Linked DNA regions of Hordeum vulgare: regions 2 and 3 are each linked to region 1. The links are chromatin contacts, called in public Hi-C maps. All regions are on one chromosome and are shown on one strand. Each heading gives the region's core, a stretch centred on a gene start, on an enhancer-like site or on the middle of the called end of the contact. The rest is flanking DNA. Distances are from core to core; before and after follow the strand shown.

Evidence for each region. Hi-C and Micro-C count contacts between places; a contact is called where the count stands out from the background.
Region 2: a contact with region 1 is called in a Hi-C map of seedling, with 2.0 times the contacts expected there. The contact joins the promoter of LOC123400217 here to the promoter of LOC123399937 in region 1. A contact is called at or near these places in 3 of 6 Hi-C or Micro-C datasets (leaf and seedling).
Region 3: a contact with region 1 is called in a Hi-C map of leaf, with 2.1 times the contacts expected there. The contact joins the promoter of LOC123400222 here to the promoter of LOC123399937 in region 1. A contact is called at or near these places in 4 of 6 Hi-C or Micro-C datasets (leaf and seedling).

Annotation. Positions count from the first base shown.
Region 1 is chr5H:507,290,433-507,292,971 of MorexV3_pseudomolecules_assembly, forward strand. It overlaps LOC123399937, which reads left to right and starts at 1,275. Exons shown (of 1, transcript XM_045094328.1): 1 at 1,275-2,062. The coding sequence starts at 1,336. The coding sequence ends at 1,773.
Region 2 is chr5H:507,045,209-507,047,747 of MorexV3_pseudomolecules_assembly, forward strand. It overlaps LOC123400217 (cysteine-rich receptor-like protein kinase 6), which reads right to left and starts at 1,278. Exons shown (of 8, transcript XM_045094643.1): 1 at 1,164-1,278; 2 at 142-1,028. The coding sequence starts at 1,207. It also overlaps the pseudogene LOC123400219.
Region 3 is chr5H:507,098,729-507,101,267 of MorexV3_pseudomolecules_assembly, forward strand. It overlaps LOC123400222 (cysteine-rich receptor-like protein kinase 6), which reads right to left and starts at 1,279. Exons shown (of 8, transcript XM_045094647.1): 1 at 797-1,279; 2 at 296-705; 3 at 1-108. The coding sequence starts at 1,278.

The DNA.
Region 1 (2,539 bases), core at 25-2,524:
AAAATAACCGCCAAAATGCGGGTCGGGACGAAAAAACCTGCCCGATCAGACCCCGCATCCCGCCCCGGCCCGCAAATATTTTTGCGGGGCGCGGCAAAATCTCGGCCCAAACCGCGTATTCGCAGGTTTCCCCCTCGTCATTGTGGTGCCCTACATATAAGCGAAAGCGGTTGGTGAAAGGACATTTCAGTCCGCACGGGGTCTAAAAAAACATATTCCACGAATATGTTTTTTTACGGATCAGTTATGCAGGGTCTGCATCCGCGGCCGTGCGCGCCGGCCCACAAAAACGTTTTTCTGCAAAGTGCAAACACGTTTTGCGGGCCGGACGGATGTGGGGTGTGCAAAAGTTGGTCTAAGCGGTACCAAATTGATCAGAGCTGCGGCAAGTAGGCAGAGTGTGGCCGCGGTGGCGGTGCGGCGTTAAATCTGTCGCTCGCGCGGGGCAGGTGGCATTGCGACGTCGCGGGACGACGACGAGCGAGTGCACCGGTGGGATGCCGTTCGAGGGCCGGGGAAAGGCCGAAAGCGAGATGCTGCGACGTCGCGGCCAGCCCAACCAAGGCCGCGCGTCCCGTCGGCACTCGGCAACCAAGCACGATTCTGTCTGCATCGGCGATTTCGGGAACGTGCACCAACAAAGTGGACGCACGCACGCAATTTCAGCTGCCCTTTCATGTCTGATCCCTCCCGGCGATTTGGTCAAAGAAAGGGGATGGATTCTACTCCTCTCCTACTTCTGTCTCCCGATCGATTATTGTTCACGGGTCGTGCTGGTACGTGCTTACCGACGAGGCACATTGTCGCCGCCCAGGAGAAGAGAATGACGAGATTGGCGCCATGCGGAACGAAGCTCCGGATTCCGGAGATCACCGACGGATACACCATCATGACGCCATCATCCGACAACGGAGGACGTTGCTTCGTCAAACCGTGCCGACAGCAGTCCACTGTCCACTGCTCCTGCATGTGAAATCTTTGAATCGGTTACTGTTTACGCTTTGTAGCAAGCGTGCTTTACCTTGTCTTCTGTTTTCCATGCGCATATGTGGACGATGGATTTTGTTTTAGATAGTAGATCCAAATGTCGAAATGTAGATGCATGTTCTGTTGACGTACGCCATGAAAAGCTTTTTTTTTTCCTCGCATTTTCTGAGAATTTATAACGCCCCAAACTCTCCGCAAAAAAATTATATAATGCTCCAAACAACCAAAACAGTCCCTCGCCGTCGCCGGTCATTCGGTCAACACGATCGGGGAACAGTGGCAACGCGAACACGGCGGCACCGGCATGCATGCAACCAACTGTCACCGTACGTCGCCCGCAAAGCTCTCATGGCCGCCCACCATCTCCGGCCGCCACCACCTACAAGGCTACAAAAACCAGGCGACGCCATTCCCGCCAAGCATCGCACGCCATCAACCCTTCCGCCACCTTGTCTCTCACTCGCGAAAACCCCCCTCTCCACAGGTTACCTAGTACACGTACGCACAAACGAGAACATGGCGCTCCAGAGCAGGACCGCTGCCGTCGCGCTGCTCCTGATCGCCGTCGTGGTGGCGGCCGCGTCGGTGCCGGCGGCGACCGCCTTCGGCTGCTTCGACGACTGCTACGAGCGCTGCGCCAACGGCGCCAAGGAGGACCCAGCCTGCACCAAGATGTGCGGCGAGGCATGCGGCGTCGCCGGCAAGGTTGTCGGAGGGGCCGCGGCCGGCGTGGTAGGCGCGGGTGCCAGCGCCGGCGGTGCCGGGGCCGCCACGCCCACCGCTTGAGTCGATCCCTACGTGTGCATGCATGCATGGCATGGCGTCGCCCAACTCAGGATCTACACGCACGTACGATCGATCATCGGAGGAAAGATGCGTGCCTGCATGCTATGTTCGTTCATTCGTTGGTGACTATAGCTAGTTCTTGTTGAATTCATTTGCTCTTGTCTTTGATTTGTAATCCGGTGCGTGCGCGCATGCATGCCATTGCATGATACGTAGGTGTAACAAATTTCCGGCCGGTGGTCTGATTTTATTGTTAATTGATTTCAATATACTATATATATCTCTGGTTTCATGTAGATCTCATCTCTGTGTGGATGTCGATCGTCCTCGTCTCTTGTTAATTGTTCTCGCTGTATCTCCTATATGTTGGTCAAAGAAGACACACAGTAACCATGCATATATGTTGCGTTGTCCATGTGGTTGGAAATCTTCTCTCTTCCAGTTACGAACTGCTTTTTAGAAACACCGATTATAATGTAGATACTCACACACGTAGAAACACCGATTATAATGTACTTCCTCTGTAAACTATTATAAATGCATTTAAATTACTAAAGTAATATTTTAAAATACTTTTATATTAGTTTACAGAGGGAGTAGATATCAAAAAGAAAACACCACCACCACACTCACTCTCACATAACTCCTACTGCTAAGAATTACAATAAGATCTCTTGAAGGCATCTTCTTTGTGGTATCACTCTTTGCAAGATGAAATGCCGCTGAGAGTTCAGCGAATAGACTGCAATTGAACTGGAGTAGAGAT
Region 2 (2,539 bases), core at 28-2,527, 250 kb before region 1:
TACATACGGATGTATATAGACATACCTGAGAGTATAGATTCATTCATTTTGGTTTGTATGTAGTCATCTAATGAAATCTCTTAAAAGAATTATATTTAGGAACGGAGCGAGTAGTACTAACAGACGCCTAAACTGACTCACCTCTTCCGACCGCCGCCACCGGCGTCACAACATTGGGCACCACATCCGGCGCCGGCGCCGGTGCTGTGGTAGGCGACGGCGCGGGATCTCCAGTTGCTGGTAGGCGCAGCATTACCGGGCCATCAAGGAAGGGCCTGTTCTCGTACCGGACGCTGCACCTGATCCCAAGAACCCTCGCCCCGACGCTGTACAACGGCGTCCCCAACTGCTGGATCATGTTGGCGAGGCAATCCCGGCACCGCGCCGGCGTGAGGTCCGGCGTGCACTGCGCCCAGCTGTACACCTCGGGGATCTCCCGGTCGAAGGCGACCACACCGGACGCATACAGCCGCGTCGCCGAGGAGTTGTGCGCGGCGTAGTCCGCGGTGGCGTTGAGGAGCGCCGCCACGACGCGGTCGAACCGGGCCGGCTCCGCCGTGGCGTTGTCGCTGTAGGCGGTGCTGAAGGCCGAGCCCGACGCGGTGTCGTCGGAGGCGCGCGAGTCGAGGCTGGAGTAGTGGAGGAAGCAGGGGTCGTAGTACATGGTGGCCTCCTTGCTGTAGGCGCAGGCGCTGGGCAGGTCCTGGAATCCCTGGGCGAGGCAGCCGGAGCAGGCGGTGGCGTTGGCGTCGCCGCGGCAGAGCCCGAGGGCGCGGACCTGGCCGGCCCGCGCCGTGGCGTAGAGGCCGCCCGGGGACGCCGAGGCGTTGCTCGGGAGGGTGGCGGCGATGGCGCCGATGCTCGCCAGGTACGTGCTGTCGTTGGCGGCGAAGCTGCCGGTGCTGCCGCAGACTGGCCACGGGTACTCGGCGGCGGCTCGGCGCGCGAGGAGCACGGCGACGGTGACCACGAGCAGGACGGCATGCCGAGCCATGCCGTCCGCGTGTCTGCGCTTCAGCCCTCTGGCACTGCAGTTGGCAAATGTACGTATCAGATTAATTTTTCAATGGAAACAAGAGTCGTTCGTCAATTTGATTTCCACAATCCAGTGGGCTAGCGTTTACTAACATATGAGAAGATGAATGATTAGACAAAAGTATTACGAGTCGTAGCAGTGAGAGGGACCTGCCGCTGCGGTGCTCATCATCTGAGCCGCCTACGACTAGGACACCGCAATCATGCACGTATGGAAAGAAAGTGTCACATGGCTGACTAGCTAGTCTACTCTAGAGCGTTATCGATCTTATCTTCCAGAATGAAGAGGTAATAGCATCAGTGATCTTACAACTTGTTTTGATTTCAGAACTTACAAAATGACCCTATTTAATCCTACAACTTGCTTCTCTTGTGCAGTTTTAGTCCACAGCGAATCACAGCGCGCCAAGTGGACAGAGTGAGGCAGGGTTGGTGGTTTTGCAAAGTGGCCCCTCCATTTATCACTTATTAATCAACATCCATGCCGTTTCAAATAGCACCTAAATTAATTAAAGCTCCTCGGCCATGGCGATGATCTCCTCCAGGTTGAGGAACATCCTCGTGCGGTGCCTCTTGATGATGAGCAGTGTGGGCTTGACCTTGGGGCTCTCCCCGAGCGCCACCGCAGTTTCCTTGGGCAACGAGTAGGCGGCGCACATGAACCGGTTGAAATCGACCATGGTGACGCCATGCGGCGACTTGGAGGCATCGATGGTGAACTCCATGTAGGCGTGCGTGCCGAAGATGGCGTGCTTGAAGCAGTGCACCTGGTCGTCCTTGCTGAAGTCGATCAAGGGGTACTTGGACAGCTTCTAGAGCAGGTGTGGTACTTGATGGTCCACCAGATCGCCATGTCTGTGATGAGGAACTGGACCTCGCCGTTGAACTGGCTGGCCGTGGTGAAGAGCGGCACGATCACGTCGGTGAAGTCGTGGAAGAGGTTCCCCGTGTAGCCGGTGAGCGAGAAGATCACCACGGGCACGTCGTGGTACCTGGTGCACTCGACGGCCACCTTGGTCGACTTCACCATCAGCTCAGTGATGTGGCTGAGGCAGAACTCGTCGCCTTTCCGCGGGTAAGGCTTGATCTTCCACACCTCGCCCCTCTGCGAACCCTCGGACTCCATGAACAACACCGATCAGTGCATCTTAAAGCAGACAGCAGTCTTGAAATATTTCGTCTCGTTTGATGCGTGCGTGCGTGTATACTTTATCGTCTCCTCACCTATTAGAACAGAGCACCATTGATAATGTGCATGGTTTAATTTGCCAGTGACATATGACAATTTCAAGATAGTTAGGCAGGCCATGAAAAACCAAGACATATTTTTTCTTGCTGGTTGCTATGATTTCCTACCTTCCAAGTCCTCCTTCCTCCTTTGGTCTGATCGCTTAGGCTCTGCTTTTGCTAAGACCTGCAATTGCTCATTAAATTTGACTTGACTAAGAGAGCCGAAACAGATGCCTTGGCCATGTAGTAATCCAAATTCACAACAACAGTAGCA
Region 3 (2,539 bases), core at 29-2,528, 190 kb before region 1:
TGTTAATCCTTCTGAAGCGAATGAAGGCCAGAGCCAAAAGAATCGATATCAATACAAGGGAACAAACGATGCCCACAGAGATACCCACTGCACTACTCTTTTTCTTCTCTGCAGTTGCATACACCAAACATGAACTCTAAAATTAGATAAAAATCTGTGACAACTCTGGCCGGGGTAGCTGAGCTGTCGGACAATTGGCAACAATTACAGTAGTATGATCACCATGAACAGCCTATCAAAACCGCATTAATTCTTCAGACAAAACCAAGAAAGAATCGTCAGAGTAATGTGTTACCAGCTCCAGTCTCTGGAGTACCAGATGACGGCGCAGGTGGCGCCTGAAGCTGCAGCATGGCCTGGCCCTGGTAGAATGGCCGCACGTTATACCTCAGGTCGCACCACTCCACACGAGATGAAATCCACGGCGGTTTGGTGCTCAGCTGGACTTTTATTTGCACGAGGAGCTGGCCGAGACAACTGCTGCACTGCTCCGGTGTCAAGACCGGCACACACTGCGCGAGCGCGTAGATCCTGGGGTCGAAGTCAACCTCGCCCGTGACGAAGTACTGCTTCTTGCCGTCGCTGGCGCCAGCGGTCGAGTTGCTCGAAGCAGCGGACACAGCGGTGAGGATGGATGTGGCCGCGGCTCTGAACCAGGCAACCGCGACTGTCGGAACGCTCCCATCAGCCGTTCTGGTTTGGATACTGGTACCGGAAATTGAAATTTGGAACAAGTTCATCGGAATCATTATTTAAATCCGGCAAGAGCATATTAGAAGTATTATATTTGCAATACCTGAGTTCGCCGGCCTGCCACTGGTCGGCCTTGAGGAAGTCCAAGAACTGGCGGTTGGCGAAGCGGAGGACGCAGTCGTCCTCGTACATGGTGACGCCCGTGTTGTTGGGGCAGCTCTGGCCGGCGGCGCGAAACGCTACCGCCACGCAGGCGGCGCAGGACGAGGCGCTGGCGTCGCCTCGGCAGAGCGCCATCGCGTAGGCCCGGCTGGCCGTGCCGGCGGAGAGGGCGGCGAAGCCGGCCGGCGCGGAGGAGGCGTTGCCCGGGAGCGCCGCGGCGAGGAGATTCAGGTTCGCCTGATAGGTGCTGTTGGGCGCGAAGGTGGTGCTGGGGTCGCAGGTGCTGTCCTCTAGCGGACGGGCCGACGGCAGTAGGAGCAGGACAGTGACCACGGCGAGGATACCGTGGCCGGCGAGCATCGCGGTGGCAGCGATTGGGAGGGAGTGTGTTGACTGCTCTGGGTCTTTTTGGGCACGCCACATTTGATTTACCAAAATGTCACGGAGAAAAAGTTGCACGTGGGCCATTAAAATAAAATTCTAAAAGGAAAAGACAAAGGGCAGTGCTCTGCGCCGGCGTGTTCGGTTGGCCGCGCGCCGCATGATCCACCAATTGCCGCGCGTCCGCACCGTTAGATCTTCATCCAATATTTCTATCCCGATGCAGCAAAATTTCAACGCGATGCAGCAATTTTTTCAACGGTTACAAAAAAACAGAATTTATTGAAAAAAAAATATCTACGCGATCATAGCAAAAAAACGAAGCTGATGATGCGTGGTAGCAAAAGTCAAACGCCGGTTGTAACAAATATCTACGTGAACGCGGATGCAACTTTTTTAATAAACGGTTGCAGCAAAAAATGATGCCGGCTGTAGCAAAAATTAACACGGTTGTAACAAAAGTCAAAACGCCGGTTGTAGCAAAACCCCAACGAAGTCGAGTTGCAACCAACCGTGGATGCTGCTTTTTTAACGGACAGCTGTAACAAATGAAAAACACTAGTAGCAAATATGAACGCTGGTTGTAACAATTTAAACGGAAAAATGTTGCATGCCTAATCAACGCTCAACGCGTGGGTCGCATGCGGCCGGCCGAACGTTTTGACCGACGCATCGACCAGAAACGTTTCCCAAAGACAAAAGGAAAAATCTATATTACGACGCCGCACAGCAGCCTTCCCATGCGGTGGGATCGTGGGCGTTATATTCTTCGCTACAGTGTTGTACAGTGTTGCAACACTATTTCACTACAGGAGAGCTATATATCTACATCCACGCACATATTACAGGACATTGTTTTAACATGGTATAGATCTATAGACTACAGTTGGCATGCATGCTACAGTGCTATAATATTTTTGCTATGAGAAGGAGCACACGCAACATTATTATTTTTTTTCCAAAACAAGAAGGGAATAATAGTGGAATTTGTTGAAGGTACATCAACCAGTGGTAGTGATTACTTTTTCTGCAGAAAACCTTCCTCCTTATTTAGCAATATAGCTGAGATTCTAGATCGAAAGCAGTTTGATGTGTTGCCATCGTGCATAGATCATTACAGTTTAACTGCATGTTATCTATTAAAAATATCAGTTGGGGATAACAATACGACAAGTTTTATGGAAATTTAACGCAATTAACCATGTAGGCGAGCATAACAAATAATTTGGCAATTGGACACAATTTTTCGGCAAGCTATATAAACAAAAAGGCAACTCGAAGCGACAACTAGAGTCTGAAATAA